3 separate regions of the Mus musculus genome follow, and regions 1 and 3 are each linked to region 2. Evidence: chromatin contacts called from public Hi-C data. All regions are on one chromosome and are shown on one strand. The core of a region is the stretch at or near the end of the contact, and the rest is flanking DNA. Distances in the headings are between cores, read along the strand shown. Region 1 has its middle 120 kb from the start of Dpt. Region 2 overlaps 4930568G15Rik (RIKEN cDNA 4930568G15 gene). Region 3 has its middle 26 kb from the start of Dpt.

The links. Hi-C and Micro-C count contacts between places; a contact is called where the count stands out from the background.
Region 1: a contact with region 2 is called in a Hi-C map of cerebral cortex, with 1.9 times the contacts expected there. The contact joins two enhancer-like sites. A contact is called at or near these places in 2 of 484 Hi-C or Micro-C datasets (both in cerebral cortex) and 1 of 115 datasets of contacts at active chromatin or transcription factors (neural progenitor cells).
Region 3: a contact with region 2 is called in a Hi-C map of uterus, with 4 times the contacts expected there. The contact joins two enhancer-like sites. A contact is called at or near these places in 3 of 484 Hi-C or Micro-C datasets (cortical neurons, forebrain and uterus) and 1 of 115 datasets of contacts at active chromatin or transcription factors (neural progenitor cells).

Annotation. Positions count from the first base shown.
Region 1 is chr1:164,677,987-164,683,116 of GRCm38.p6, reverse strand. No RefSeq gene overlaps it. Among named protein-coding and RNA genes, the nearest start is that of Dpt, 120 kb to the left of the region's middle. Within about 2 kb of position 1,341, at least 25 of the 459 cell types and tissues checked have an H3K27ac peak or open chromatin away from gene starts, as enhancers often do. A contact at or near this core is called in cerebral cortex, where this site is marked.
Region 2 is chr1:165,073,229-165,077,970 of GRCm38.p6, reverse strand. All of the region lies in intron 1 of 4930568G15Rik (RIKEN cDNA 4930568G15 gene), which reads left to right. Among named protein-coding and RNA genes, the nearest start is that of Gm51669, 14 kb to the right of the region's middle. Within about 2 kb of position 2,165, at least 121 of the 459 cell types and tissues checked have an H3K27ac peak or open chromatin away from gene starts, as enhancers often do. A contact at or near this core is called in cerebral cortex, cortical neurons, forebrain and 2 more, where this site is marked.
Region 3 is chr1:164,768,458-164,773,583 of GRCm38.p6, reverse strand. No RefSeq gene overlaps it. Among named protein-coding and RNA genes, the nearest start is that of Dpt, 26 kb to the left of the region's middle. Within about 2 kb of position 2,848, at least 60 of the 459 cell types and tissues checked have an H3K27ac peak or open chromatin away from gene starts, as enhancers often do. A contact at or near this core is called in cortical neurons, forebrain, neural progenitor cells and 1 more, where this site is marked.

The sequences.
Region 1 (5,130 bases), core at 92-2,591, 390 kb after region 2:
AGTGTCTGATAAGCTTTGGCCAATGTTGTTCCTTCACTTGGAGATAAGTGTCTGCCCTCTTCAGTCTACTTAGCTCCTCGTTGATGCCCATTGGCAGGGTCCCCGGCTTGTTGCAGTTTCTCTTCTTAGGTCTGTTCTTTCTTGGAAACACCCCTTCTAAGAGAACTGGCACCACAGATTTCCTACATGGGCATTTATTAGTCTCACTTGCAGGCTCCTGGGATCTAGAGCTTTGCAATAAATCTCTATTCTATTCCCCATGTGCCCAGCACGGTGCCCAAACCACATTTGTTGACAAAATCTGTTCTACTCCCAAGGGGGGAAAGAGGAAGGCTGAGTGATAGGAAATATTGGATCCTGTGGTCAGTGTACAGGTCAGGGTACTAGTTATAGTTTTGTATGACTTCCTCCATACAAGAGTGCCAAGCCCAGTACAAAACCCTCAAGCCCACACGAATGTCATTCTGTTCCCAGTGCTTTGGTCTAAAGTTAGGCAGCATGCTAGAAATGACGTAATAGTCATATCCTATTCAAATACACTGAGGACTTTCAACAATGACTCTATATTCCAGGAAAAACATTAATAGGATTTGGAACCAGAAGAGCGGGTCTCAGTTTCTCGCCCACACTGTCTTTCCTAGACAAGAGGTAATAGACAACGGACCCGTGCTTAGATACCTAACTTCTTCACTTGTACAAACAGGGTATTCAGATCACATTAGCTGGCAGAATTAGTGTGTTTTGGAAAATACATTCTGTTGTACAAACCGTAGACAACACCATGAGTTAATTCTTTCTACTAAATAAATCCCCAAATGCCTTCCCTTTAATCTCCTAAACCTATTTTCATTCCCATTTCCCTAGGTTAAGGCAAGGTCTCTAAATTCTCTTAACTCCAATTAAATTAAGGGAGCCAATTTTCACAACCGATTTCATCTTAGGTTTTGTTCCTGCTGCTATGCATGATTTCTTTGCAACTCAACGTTTACTATTCCCATCATAGTATATGTAATGTATGATATAATGGCATTTTAGATTTGCATAGCAAATTTGCATAGCAGCTATAGTATATAAACCCCTCTCTCCTTACCAGAAGCAGCAAGTCCCACCTGTCCCATCAGTCACTACCTGAAATGTGAAACTCCAGGCAGGCTGCTGCTGAAACTGAAAAGAATTGGACATTGAAGTAATATACTATGAAGACAACGTGTGGTATCCAACAGCTCCTCCTACTTCCTCCCCATGTTCTTGGCAACAGCCAAGAAACATGTTCCCAGGCAGCAAGATGAAGCTGCCTCCAAAAGGTTACCCTAGAACAGTGTCTGCCTCTCAGGATCGGGCATGTCACGTCCGCATTCTACAGTGATGTGAGTTTTGGCACAGCACAGAAGAGGCTTCTGAGAGGAAGGAAATGGTGCCCTGGTGTTCAGCAGCCTCTGGGGTGCTACTTGGCACGCTCTTCAGAAGTCAATCTCTCCTAGAAGATTCTTTAACTCCCTCAGGTCACAGTGAACTTGTGCATAATGCTTTGATCCTTATTATCTTTTTAGAAAAGGGAGGCCACCATGCTTAACACACTGGCATTTTCTTGTGCCTATAGAATATGCATGATTGTGTTCAATGAGCAGGCACAACGAATATACTTAAAGCCATCTATACAAATAGCCTGCAACAGCTCAAATCTGTTTCCAAGAGTCTAATTCACACCTAGATCTTTAGGAGAATTTGAATTTCATATTGTTCGAGTATCTAGCCCATTCCAATCTCATCCTACCTCAGGAATATTAATAACTCAGGTACTTGTTTGCTAGATCTATGTATGATAACAATTGTATCTTCACTTACTTTCTAGATTATTTATAAGCATTTACTGTGGGTGACCATCATCCAGAAAGTCTTCTACTGGGAATGACATTGTCATCAGTGTTCAACTCTAGATGGTAATTGATGGAAAGTGGGAAGGAAATGGGTCCAACAGATGTTAAGAAGTCCATTAGTCTGTGCATTTGTGGTAAGCCTTTGTGTTCCAGAGTCAGCCTAGACGCTGTACCTCAGCCTTGCCATTTTCTGGCTTTATGATTTTGAGAAACATAAAATCTCTGAACATTAATGTATTCATCTGTACAATGAGAGTGACACAGGTGCTCCCCTCATTACTAAGAGACCTAAGATTCAGTCAATGCTTGACTGATCCAAAGAAGAACTTAGAAAATACCACAGAGGGTATTCAATGGACAGGGGTGGGGGGTGTAACCTTTGTCGTGTCACTTACCCATTAAACATGTGCTTGCAAAGTGTCAGGCATTGAATTCAATAAGAAGACATTAAAATATAAATAATCTCCAGTTTCAGGCCTCTGGATATCTTAGTATTTAGAGTGGTCAGTGAGGAGGTGAGGACCTAAAGAGGCCAGTGCAACACAGCAATGGTCCAGCAGATAATGTGGGCACAGCACCATCTGTGGCCACAGAGGAGTTTCCTTGACAAGTTGAAGTCTAAGATACTTAGGAAGAGGGATGTCAGAACTGGATGACAAGGAGGGTATAGTAGAGGTATGTTGGGAAATGTGACAGACAGGCATGTATCACAAACATGGAGAATTTAAAGTATTTGTACAACTGCAGTTATGATATCAGTGGCAGGAAAGAAGAAAGGCTGCATGTTCTATCATGATAGCATATTCTAAGGTCGTTGAATTTTCAAAAAGCTGCTAATACTCCAAATTTCTCTTAGTCATAAGACCATATTGTAAGTCTCTATGGTAACCACTGAAAGAATATTTAAAAGTGAATAATGAAGGAAAGTTACAAATAATAAAGATGTTTATTAACAAAAAAACAAGGAATAATAAAAATAAGCAAATAAGCATTTAAAATAGAAAAATGCATGTATTAAGATGAGAAATTGTACCCGTTACACTAAATGTGCATAGATTAATACGTGAATTAAAAAATAAAATGTATCACAAGGGATGGAAGAAGCATACACTACACTCTTTATAAAATGCATGTTTTAAATATAAAAACCTAGAGAGACTAAAAGTGAATGGATGAAAAATAATGTGACTTGGAATACTGAGTGAGTAAAATCACTTAGATGAGAATGACTTTAAGAAAAGTAGTGCTCACATCTAAATCATTTAAAATGCGTGATAAGCAGCTTTAAGACATAGATACAGACATGGAGACATAGAGATGTGTCCAAAAAGATATCTATATCTATAGTAGAATTACAACTATACATGTCTATATAGATCTCGATCTAGATGATAATACTCTACATTATTAGTATACATATTGTTAATACATACACATAAAATCTAATCAAAATGTATTACATTTTGTGTTAGTTTATAAACAATGTCTAAGCAAATTCCAAATTGTATTATTTCAAAGTATATATGTCAAACCATAGTGGATTTAGGTGAAAATAATAGTACAGATATTTTTTAGAAGTTTCTCAGATTTATAGGAATTTATCAGTATTCCCTCAAACAACCACTAGTTCAGAAATGTAATTGCAACAAAAAAAAAATAAGATATTTTAAAATAAATAAATAGAAAAGCATAAAAACATAGCTATTGAGGTAAAACCAAAATGGCACTTATAGCTAAATATAATTATATGCCTTAAAGTGTACACAATGAAAAATAGTAAGAGCTAGCATAAATAAGTTCTAAAAAAGAGCAAGCTAAAAGAAAATATCTTCAAATTAAACCTAAAGGAAGAGAAAAAGGAAATAAAACATAGCAACAATGGGAAGCTGAGTCTAGACTGAGGAAGTGGGTCTGTGTCTGGGGGATGGGGTCTAGGTGGCAGGTGAATATCCTCTCCCCTTAATCTTTATATTTCTCTCAAGTGGATGGTTGGAAAAAGGTCATTGCTGATTGGGGAAGGGGAGCCACATTACCCTTGGCTACTCCCTGTCTTGCTTGCTTCTTGGATGACCACAAAGTGAACAGCCTCCTCCACCTCATATTTCTGTCACTCTGAGCTGCTGGGTGAGCCTTGCTTTCTGCCATGCTATCTCCACCATGATGGATTGAAACTTCCTGAAATCATGATCCCAAGCCTACTTTCAGCCCTAAATTAATTCTCTTCAAACCTCACTCTCACTCATTCACTCTCCCCATTTCTGTGGAGCCCTGTGCCGTGCACCTCATGGGGTCGCTCTGTACTCTTTGTTTGAAGAGTTACTTTTGAATCTTTCTGATCTTGGATGTTCTTGCCCTTCTTCTTAGCTCCTCTATAATGGCTTTAACATGACAGGCTTCTTCTGTAATTAAAACCATAAGAAGTATCAGACATCCATAAGCTTCTAGATTCAGAATCTGGACTAGGACTAAAAAGTTGTTTTTATCAAAAAAGTTAATAAAACATTGCTTAAGACATTAAGTGCCCCTGGGAACAAGAACCCAGCCTCTCCTGCAAACAAAGCACTCAATGAAAGCTAAGACCTATGTATAAATGTATTTTTGTTGAAGCTTTTCCACTGGGAACTACGGAGGGCAAACCACTGTAGATAAGATGAGAACTGACCTCAGCTGACCCAAAACTCTTGCCCAAAGCACAAAACAAAGCCCCAATCAAACTCTGGACTCAGGCGAAGTTCAGGAAAAGGTCAGAGAGGGAGGGTAGGTGAGGGTGAAGATTGAGGAGTAAAAACATCAGTATGATCTCCTCTTCCTGCCCAAGAGTTGCACTGCCAGCCAGACTATCATAAGAAAGGCGCTGTGTGCAAACAGTCAAGCCCAGCTGAAGCCAACACAGACATCAGCCCACTGGATGTTTTACTTCATTCCTAAAGAAATAGTTCATGTGGACAGGTTCTTGGAGATCAAAAAGTGAAAGGGTCACGCTCCTCTCCCAACAAGGTGTAGGTAAGGGCTGAAGAGTTATTAAGTGTTCAGGTGTAGCTAAGATTTTAAAAGAAGGTAACACAAAGCTAAAGGCAGCCATTGTGTGGACCAGCTGGACCTTGGTCCACATCTCTAAAAGCACAGCAAATGCACAGCCTCTTCCTAAGAACTGTATGTGACTTCAATGTTCTGTGAGAGAATACCAAGCAACATTAAAAATTAATCTGTGTTGAGAAATCCATATGGTTATAAAAATTGTTTAGTTTTTGAG
Region 2 (4,742 bases), core at 916-3,415:
CAGTGTGCAGATACATATACAAACCACATGGGCTCAAACATGGAGACAAAAGTCGTATAGACCACAGATAAATGAAGCTATGGTGACAAAAGAGAATTGCTTAAGCCAACGGTGGACTAACGATCGGACTTAATTTTGAATTAAGGTTTTTTTTCCTTAAGTAAGATGGTTCAAGAAACCACTTAACAGCAAACTGGCAAAATTTGCCATTTTGGATCATCATTAACAGGTTCATTTGTATGCTTCAATTTCTGGATAGACATGACAGCTCATAAAAATTCTCATTAGAATGTATAATCCTGTGTTTTCTCATTACTCATTCTTACCTAGCCTGCAGGCCAACGGGTAGAGACCTTTAAGATCTGCTTTCCCAGAATCAGGTTCATAGTGGTAGGATCTGAAGCCTTTTTAGTTCAGCATGTATAAAGCAATGTCATTTCTTTTTGGAAGGCAAGGAGGATGCGTGGGAGTGGGCTGGAGCTTGGGGAATTGGGACGAGGAAGGGAAGGCTAAAATTAGCTGCAATATCTGGTACCATTTTTTTACCAAACTAAGCTCTGAGCTTTGGATTCTTCTTCAGATATTCAGATTTTTCTCTTCAATCTTAGATTGCTTTACTGTTATGACGGCTTCTAGGAGAGGGTTCCTGCAGTTAGCTGACAAAATGCACCAGTGCTTTGTTCCTCTGAAGCTTCCTAGGGACAGCTCTGAAGAGCAAGTGGCGTGTGGTCATCACACTGTGACCCTCAAGGACTTTGTTTATCCAGAGAGCTCTTGGGCTAGTAGGTCTCAAAGCACTTGAGCACCAGTGTTCGAGTCCTAGGTGCATTCAGCAAAATGATTTCAAGCAAGTCATTGGGCTTTTTGTTTTCTGTTTTCGACATCTAAAATATGTGGCAGATGATATCTGCCCAGCCGGCAAACAGGACTGTAGGGAGGCTCACATGAGTACGTCAATACCTTGGCTTTAGATGGAGGTGCTTGGAAAATACAGGGCACATAAAAACCGCTTCAGGCTGACATGTCATCCAGGCTGTTTGAAGGAGGAGCAATGTGCTTTTGGAAATGCCACCTACAGGGATACAGTGGCACATGAGATATCAGGAAGTGGAGAAGAGTTCTGGTCCAGAATGGCAGCTGAGGCTACCATCCATATGCTATATAACTGTTCTTAGTCTCATTTTCTTCATCTGTAAAATGGGAATTATAAAATCATTGATGTGATGAGAACATGTATGGAATGTGCGTGTCCTGACTGATAACGGCATACGAAGGACGTGGCGCTTCTTTCATTTTTGTGCTACCAGCTGACCATGTATATATGAAACTCAGATCTGTTCTTTTGGGAGGGGGCAGGTTACAAGACTGAATGATAGAAAACACAAAAGTTATGGCAATTTCTGACTTTGTCGTATTATATAGCTACTGCCATATCTGTAGTGTAGAAGTGACCTTAGAAATGGATTTACCTCATTCAGAGGGAGGTTTAAAAACAAAACAAAACAAAACAAAATGCAGTCATCTGTCCACTTGTTGCTCAACAAACTTCTGATTATTTAATATGTGCAGGCTGATGAGGTAGGCCAGAAGATAAGGATACCTGATGTATAGGAAAAATGACGGTCCTCATTTGCTTTCGTGGGGAAAACACACAAATAATTACATTCACATATTTGATGCAGTCACAAATGCCAAGGGTGAGGTGGGGGAGGAGATAAAACAGGCACAGGAATGATGCGTGGACCATTGAGCACCATCTTCTGCTCTGAATCTGAGAGCACAGGCTGAAGGGCACTGGACCGACCTCTGGGGCTGCTTCACATCCAGACATCCATTTCTGCTCAGAGAAATGTAACAAAGATGGCTATATATCTACCCTGGCAAACTGGAGGTGGTGAGGTCTGGTAGCTGCAGTCCCTGGGCTTGTCACTAGGATAACAGGTGACAGTCCCCTCCTCTGCCTGTTCCTGCCCCTCCTTGGCTGCCTCTCTGTGGTTAGGATGGAGACTGCAGAGATGGAGACAGCTGGATATGCATAAAGTCTGGCTCAGAACATTTAAAATGCAGACCTCGTTTGGCAGGGATTTCTGTGACTCGGGTCTATTATCTTCACAGCTCACGGCTTCATGGGACATTTGTGCAGATGAAATTGATCAGCAGCAGAAGGAAAATAGCTGTTGCCTAGGCAACCAGCTGATGACTCATTGGGCTTTGAGGCAGCTAAAGCCCTGAGACTGCAGTAATTTTCCAGATGCTTAACCTTCCCTCCCCACTCTTCTGCTCTTGCTCTCCACCCATCATTGCTTTCTCTGCATCTCCTCCCCAAGTTCCCTTCACACTGGAGGCTGCCCACCTGGACCTGGTCCCCTTACAGATATTGCAGGTCCCATTTCTCCACCCATCTACGGCTTGATGCACCCGTGATGGTGTCTAGCAGTGGCCAGGCTGCAAACAGTTTGAGGTCACAGAGCTCCTAAGAAGCCACAGTTTGTTCTTGGTGTTTTGGTCATGAGCCTAGCCTTTATAAGACTGAGCCATCTCTCCAGCCAGGCCACTGTTTGCTTTTTTTTTCATCAGAAAGCCCTCCAGCCAGGCAGTTCCTTGGCTTCTCTGCTACTGTAGCCTGAACCAATTCAATTTGTCTCAGTGATCTGCAATGTGTTTCTCCAGAGGCAGTTGCCCCCGAAGACTCTACACAAAACCAGGGAAATGGTGTTTAGAGCTCATCTTCCATGTGTGCGCTTCTCCCCTTCAGGGTTTCTACTCCCCCTGTCCTGTCTTTTTCTCTACCCTTGAGCTAGAGTCTGATTTTCCAGACCCTTCTTAGTTATCTATCCTAATCCTCTTCAAATATAGTGACAGATGCTTGCTTAAGTATTCCCCTTCCTAAGGCATTTAAATTTTAATAAAAGTTTTTCAGAGGCAAATTATTTAAAGACTCCCCAAGGAAAAATATTCTAAATGGCCCTTTGGATACAGGTTTAAGGAAAGGACTTGGGTAGCAGGCACATTGAGAGAGGACGCTTTCCACTGTTTTGTAATACTTAGGTTACTTCTGACTTTGATTTAGAAACTTTATATTGAACATCAGTTGGTGCCTCACTTTTGTGTCCCACTCTTGTCTCTGCATATGTACTCCAGCCCCACACATGCATGTAAAAACGTATGTACATACACATATACATTCATACATACATGCATGCACACAAACAGACACACACCCACACCACACTACTAGCAGTGAGTAAAAAAAACAATCCTCCCTCCGTGGCTGTGGTCTGAAAAAAGCCCTTATTTCTTGTATGTCCACTGACTTTTCCCTGTTGGATGGGTGGCAAGCATCTACCACCGGCTGAGCACAGTGAGACTGGGATACCTACATGCTCTGCTTGGATGGTAAGACCCTGGGCTGCCCTGTGCCTTTCAACTTAAACTGATGGTATAACTGGAGTTTTCAGGGTAAAAGCCTAGGTTCAGGCAGATCCAATATGTTAGGTTTGCTCACATGCCCTCAGTACACCAACTAAACAGACAAATAATGTCTAGAAGCAGAGAAAAGAGACTTATGCATTGTGTCCACATTGTGAAGAATAGATAAAAGGGCCCAGAGAGTCTAAGTCTATAGGATATTGCAAAGGAGATGTATGTTAAGGGTACATGTATATATAATTAAGCAGTCCAGATCTAGGTGTGGTCTTGATCAGTGTCTCAGCCTTGGTCCAGCAAGGAGATCTGAAAGAAGTCCTTATTGCTTGAGGGGACACAGTGGTTTTAGGAGGTGATTACTTGTGTTTTAAGGTGCAAGTTCATCCTTTTGGAAAATGGCCTCATCTTGAGGCAGACAGCATCACACAGTAGGAGGGGAGCCAAGGCATAAACAGATAAAAGGAAGGCCCACTGGAATGTGCTGGCTCCATTCTTCATGGCTAAGCTTGTTGCTGCCTTGATCATTCTTCCTATCAGACCCCTTGCTTCTTCAGTCTTTCGATGACTCCTGGAGAGTTTACAGGCTGTGTTCCAAGGGTTCCAACTTAGGATAAGCAGCTGTTAGAGTCTCTGGCTTTCCAGCATGCAGGTTGCCATGGTTGAATTACCCAACCTCCAGTCTCCAATGGTGCAAATCAAGCCAATAAAATCCCTCTGATAGTTAGAATTGCATGTAAATAGATATGTATATACATATGAATATACACATACATATGACACCAAACATCACAGGCTTCCTTGGGTTCTAAACAGGGAGTTTAGGCAAATGTCTTGACCTTTCAAAACCTGAGAGTGAGGTCAAAGTCTCTGTAGTGTCTTCTGGGTGAACATGCTCACAATAAGTACCCTTGCTAGAACTCTTCCAGATGGTTTCCGAGGGAGGCACTGTGGCTTTTGCTGTCCTGGCCATTTGTAACAGCAGAGACAAGAAAGCCTCGGAGTCATGCAGTGACCTGGAATGTCCCCCACCTCCTTTGATTTCTGTAGCAGTGTCCCTTGTCTTCCTGCACCAATGTCTCTGCTGTTGCAGGAGGCTGTAGCCCTACTGCGTGTGTACTTTTTGGCTGATTATCAAATTGGTCAGAGCCTAGTTCCAACTCTGCCTTAGCTCATGTTGCATTTCTGCACTTTCTCCAACTCACCTTTGCCTGGAGTTTGAGAAGCATTGTCTTCTGGCTGCTGTTCTCCTATATCCTATAGGCTGTTGGACCCCATGAACTGTTGTAGAAGAATTTTATCCCAATCCGAGGGTTTCT
Region 3 (5,126 bases), core at 1,599-4,098, 310 kb after region 2:
TCTGGGGACTCAGACGCTGTGGAGGAAGAGGTAGTCTGGCCCTGTAAACCAGAGCGGCTGCACGGTGCCTCAGCTCCTCCTTGCAATCCCCCTCCCTACTTGCTGCCAATCTGCGCTCTTGCACCATGGCCTCAGGCTCTGCCAGTTTCCACTCTCATTGATGCTAAAGATAAGCTCGAGTCTCAAGTAGCAGGATTGCAAGAAGTATTAGAGTTACAGCAACAGTGCACTCGCCTGTCCACAGAGCTCCAAAATTCCTTAAAAGAGACCTTGACAACTTTGCTTGGTCTCCTGCTTTCCTTCCCTTCCTCCCATTTCCTTCCAGGTTTGTGGTCCCCCTCGCACCCACGAATAACTGAATCCCAAGGGACGGGATAACTGTGGGAGAAAATGAGAAGGGGGCATATTTAACAAGGACAAGAGCAGGAGCAGAGGTGCCCAGAGGATGAGCAGAGTGAAGCTTCTCCTGTTGAGGAAAACAATTTTTACTATGAGAATAAAGATCTGTTTTGTGTTCCCAGCTCCACCATAGATTCATTCAGAATACTGGGCAATTCCCCAGACCTCTTAGAGCTGCTTTCTCCTGCAGAATGCAGGGTAGTGATACATGTGCAATTTCAAAGTGGTGCAACAGAGATGTGCTATAGAAATAGGCTTAAAATTGTATATGACTTTACAAATATCAATCCTTGTAATACTAATTTTAGATAAGATTCATTTGAGGCTCTGAGTATTGAAGCATAGGGCCACAGCCACACAGAAAGGCCTGGCAAGAGCACTGATATCAGTACCAAGGCCTTCAATGAAAAGCCAACATTTCAGGACATATGGCCTTAGTGTGCTGAAAGAAAACCATTTCTGAGCGTCTCTGATCATGAACATGTATTCCTTTCTGCCTTCATGTAAAACCTTGCCATGCAAACATATCTATTTGCACATGTGTTGATGTGAGCAAAGTATGTGGCTCTATGTGGTTTGTTAAGTTCAAAATTCACATTTTAGAAAATTAATCTCTGATTCAACAGTATAAAAGGGCAGAACTTTAAAGGTGACTAGGTCAGGAGGGCTCTGTCCCCACTAGTGGATTAATGTCATTGCCATAGAAGTTAGTCATCACATCCAGAGAATGGGTTGTTGGTAAAAGAACTCCCTTTCCTTCTGCCTTGCCTCCCCTCCCCTCCCTTCATCTCCCCTCCCCTCCCCTCCCTTCATCTCCCCTCCCCTCCCCTTCCTTCCTTCCCTCCTTTCTTCCTCTTTGTACATGATACTGTCTACTATTTATGATACAGCAAGTATGCCTTCTGAAGTCTTCACCTTTCCAGTCTCCAGAACCATGAGCAATAAACATCTGTTCACTATACATTAGCCAAAGTGTGATACTCTTATACCTGAACAAACCTAAGACATAGAAAGACGGCTCAGGACCCATCACTTAACACCACACCACAGGGACTGACTGAAGATACCTTCTCAGTAGAATCTTTGACTAGACTTAGAGGTGGTAAGAAAGACTTAAAACTCATACCATGCGGGGGCAGTCAACCCTACCTGGGAAATGGCACAGAAAATAGCCATTATATGAACAGAGAGAAATGCCTGGCTTTAGGTGAAATTGGAAAAATAGGTTTCATTGCCTTTCAGAGTCTCTTAGCACTCATTCAAGTTAACTTAAACTCTGTGGTTTCTTGGTCTTAAAGTTGTCCCTCCCCTAGAGTCTCTGATATCCAGTCTTCTCCCCTAAAATCCCACTGTGCCTTTACATGTGTCAGGACAAGGAAGGAAATTTGTAATGACTGGATCTTCTATTTGCCGAGTACAGTTTTACTTTCTTTAGTTTTAGTGACTTAAAACTTGCGAACTTAGAAAATATGCGCTTTACTTTTTCAAGGTCACGGGGCTCTGGGTAACCCTGAGATTGGCTTTCAGATCACATCTGCATAATTAGAGCCAATTCATGGTGCTTTGGTTCTGAGGATAACTCAGTTTTCCATCTGTCTCATAAACAACATCTGTTACCATAGCAGACACTTTTAACACCAACATCAGGATGGTGTGAGATTCTGAGTTGTATCTGTCTCTGCTGTGTCCTAATAGAAACCCATTGGGCAAGGCAGGTTCTTTCTCTAACACTGTGTATTGTTAAGTGGGAAAGATAATAGCTATATGAGCAGTTTTGTTGAAACTATGGCATGAGTTTTTTAACAATAAGCAGGTTATCATATGATAGAATCTTAAAGGGGGTTCGTTTAAAGAACCTCTAAGAGTAATCTCCTATTCTAAGCATGCAGGGAAAGGCCTCCAGATCAGTTTTACCATTTGATGTAGGTATTTTCAGTGTTTTTCCACACTGACAGGGGAGTACACTGTAGCCTTTTCCTAAACACAGCACTCATGAGGAAAACTCTACCCAACACATCTTCATATCCAATTTGGAGGTTGTGCAAAGTCTAAAACACAAATCCATAATCTCTCTCCTCTGATGTTCTATCATGAGTGATGCTGGACCTCCTGCCGTTGAAACATTCCTAAACATTTGAGCATCTCGGAGTAAGGGCAGGTGTTAAGGGATGCACGCCACTCTCAGAAGCTCTGATGGCTCAGCTTCTCCCCCTCTTCAACTCTCAATGGCTCCAACAGGCAGCAGTACAGCCTCTGGGTCCTCCTTAAAGTTTGGGACTCTTCAACTGTGGAATCCAAATGACTCTTCTGGATGCTCTCCCAGAGCAAAGCGCTGGCTTCGAGTTATCTGGCCAACAGCCATCATGAAGACATTTGCTACTGCCAGCATGTTGACGAGAACATGGAAAATACGACTCAGGCAGGAACACACGCAGGCGTTTCTAGGCTACCTTGGCCAGGGAACCCTTGTCATTAGCTTCATGGGAAAGAGAAACCATCCGCTCCACTCCCCACTTGGCTAGTTATCAACACTGCAAAATTTAAAAGAGTTCCACAGGATTAAAGGGGAAGAGCCAGGAGAAACAGTCCATAAATTTAACAGCAGGCCCTTAGTTTGCATTTTCTATTCTGCAGGGTTCCTGCACTTCGACATGCTTAGGAGAAAGCTGCAGAAACCAAGTGTGCCTTCTTAGACTGTTCAATAGAGTGTGCCTTAGATTTTTGTTTTGAGCATTTTGGGTTTGGGAGAAGATTGGGTTTATCATCCTCTTATGTCGACTCATGGTACTCTCTCATGTTTGGTCCCATTGTTACCTCTTCTTACTTTGTTTTACAATTTCCCTTGGCCTGGCATCTTCCGTTACTACTCTTTATGGTTTGGTGTGCACTAAAGATGTTCACTATTGTCACTTTGTGTGTGTGTGTCTGTGAAGAATGAGCAGTGGTAGTTTGCATACATCTGCACTTTTGGCTTCCATGCTGTGTCTCTTATGTCCATGCCCAGCACAGTGTCTGATGGGTGCTCACTACCTTCTTCCTGGCAGTTTAACTTTTCACCTGCTAATGACAACTTTTTGCTTGCAAACAGTGTTGCTGCCCTTTTTTTTCTACATGCAATCTTGCTGGCCTATATGAGAACTCCCAGGAAAAAGACTCTACTGTAGGCAGCCCAGACACTAAGGCTAACCCCTGCCTGACTTCTTTTCAGAAACACTGGGCCAATTCCTATTAGCAATACAATGTGGGCTCCTGTTCCTTCAACTTATTTATAACTTGGAGCCCTGTAACTTTTTAAAAATTTGCCAGTTAAGTATATGAAATGCTGTATCACTGCCAGCTTAATTGCTGTGCTTGTAATTATTGATGGGGCTGAGTCTAACGAGTTCTTCAGTTTTCTTCCTTTCTGAATTATCTTTGTATATCCTTTATACATCTTCCTATTTTCCCCCCAATGATCTGTGGGCATTTCTTTATAACACCATTGATTTTCAACTTTTTTATTTTTATCATTTCCTCTGAGTATAGTACACATATGCTAAGACTATCGTGCCCATTCTAAATAGAAATTGTGGCAGCAGTTCTCAACCTGTGGGTCGTGACCCCTATGGCAAATCTTTGTCTCCAAAAATATATACATTGTGATTCATAACAGAAGCCAAATTACAGTTATGAAGCAGCAACAAAACTAATGTTATGGCTGGAAGTCACCACAACATGAGGAACTGTATTAAAGGGTCACAGCATTAGGAAGGTTGAGAACCATTGGTTTACAGAGTCATATCCTTAAGTTTGTGCTTGTAGCATCTTATTTAAAAATCCTTCTCCTTCCAAAGGCCACATTTCCTTCTTACTTGCTTGCAGTTGTACTTTTACATCAGAACTTTAAACTATCTAAAGTCTACATAGCATGAAATAAGAATCTAGAATATCTATTTTCAATATAATAATTCAGCTTAAAATGTCTATTTTCATTATAAATCAGAGTTCATAAAGCCAGCACTTAAACAGCTTCTCTGTTTCCTTCTTCTTGTTTACTTTTCTTGCAAGACACTCATTTTAATCTGGTCTACATGTGATGCACCTGCTGTTGTACTCATTCCTATCGCTTTCTGGTTGCTACAGGGAGCTTTTCCTTTTGCATTTTGTGTGTCTGCATGTGAGTGTGTGAGTGTGCGTGTGTGTGTGTGTGTGTGTGTGCGTGTGTGTGTGCATGTGCATGTATCTGTCTTCATGTGAGTGTGTGAGTGTGCGTGTGTGTGTGTGTCTGCATGTATCTGTCTTCATGTGAGTGTGTGAGTGTGCGTGCGTGTGTGTGTGTGTGTGCGCGCGCGCGCATGCCCATTTATGTGAATATGTGTGAGTGTGTATATGAGTCTGTGAGTGTGGTGTGTGAGTGTGTGTGTGTCTGCATGTATCTGTCTTCATGTGAGTGTGTGAGTGTGCGTGTGTGCATGCCCATTTATGTGAATATGTGTGAGTGTGTATATGAGTCTGTGAGTGTGGTGTGTGAGTGTGTGTGTATGTGTGATTGACTTAACTATTTGTGAGTCATAACTCTGTGAGGTCCATTGTGGAATCAAACTTGCCAAGCTTCTCAAAAGTTTCTGCTGAAATTTGCATGGAATAAAATAAACACATGATTAGCTTCAGGAAGAACTAACCAATTTATAGTAAGTAATTCCATTCACCGTCAAATCTTCTCCTGTGCCTTATAACAGCAGAGTTCT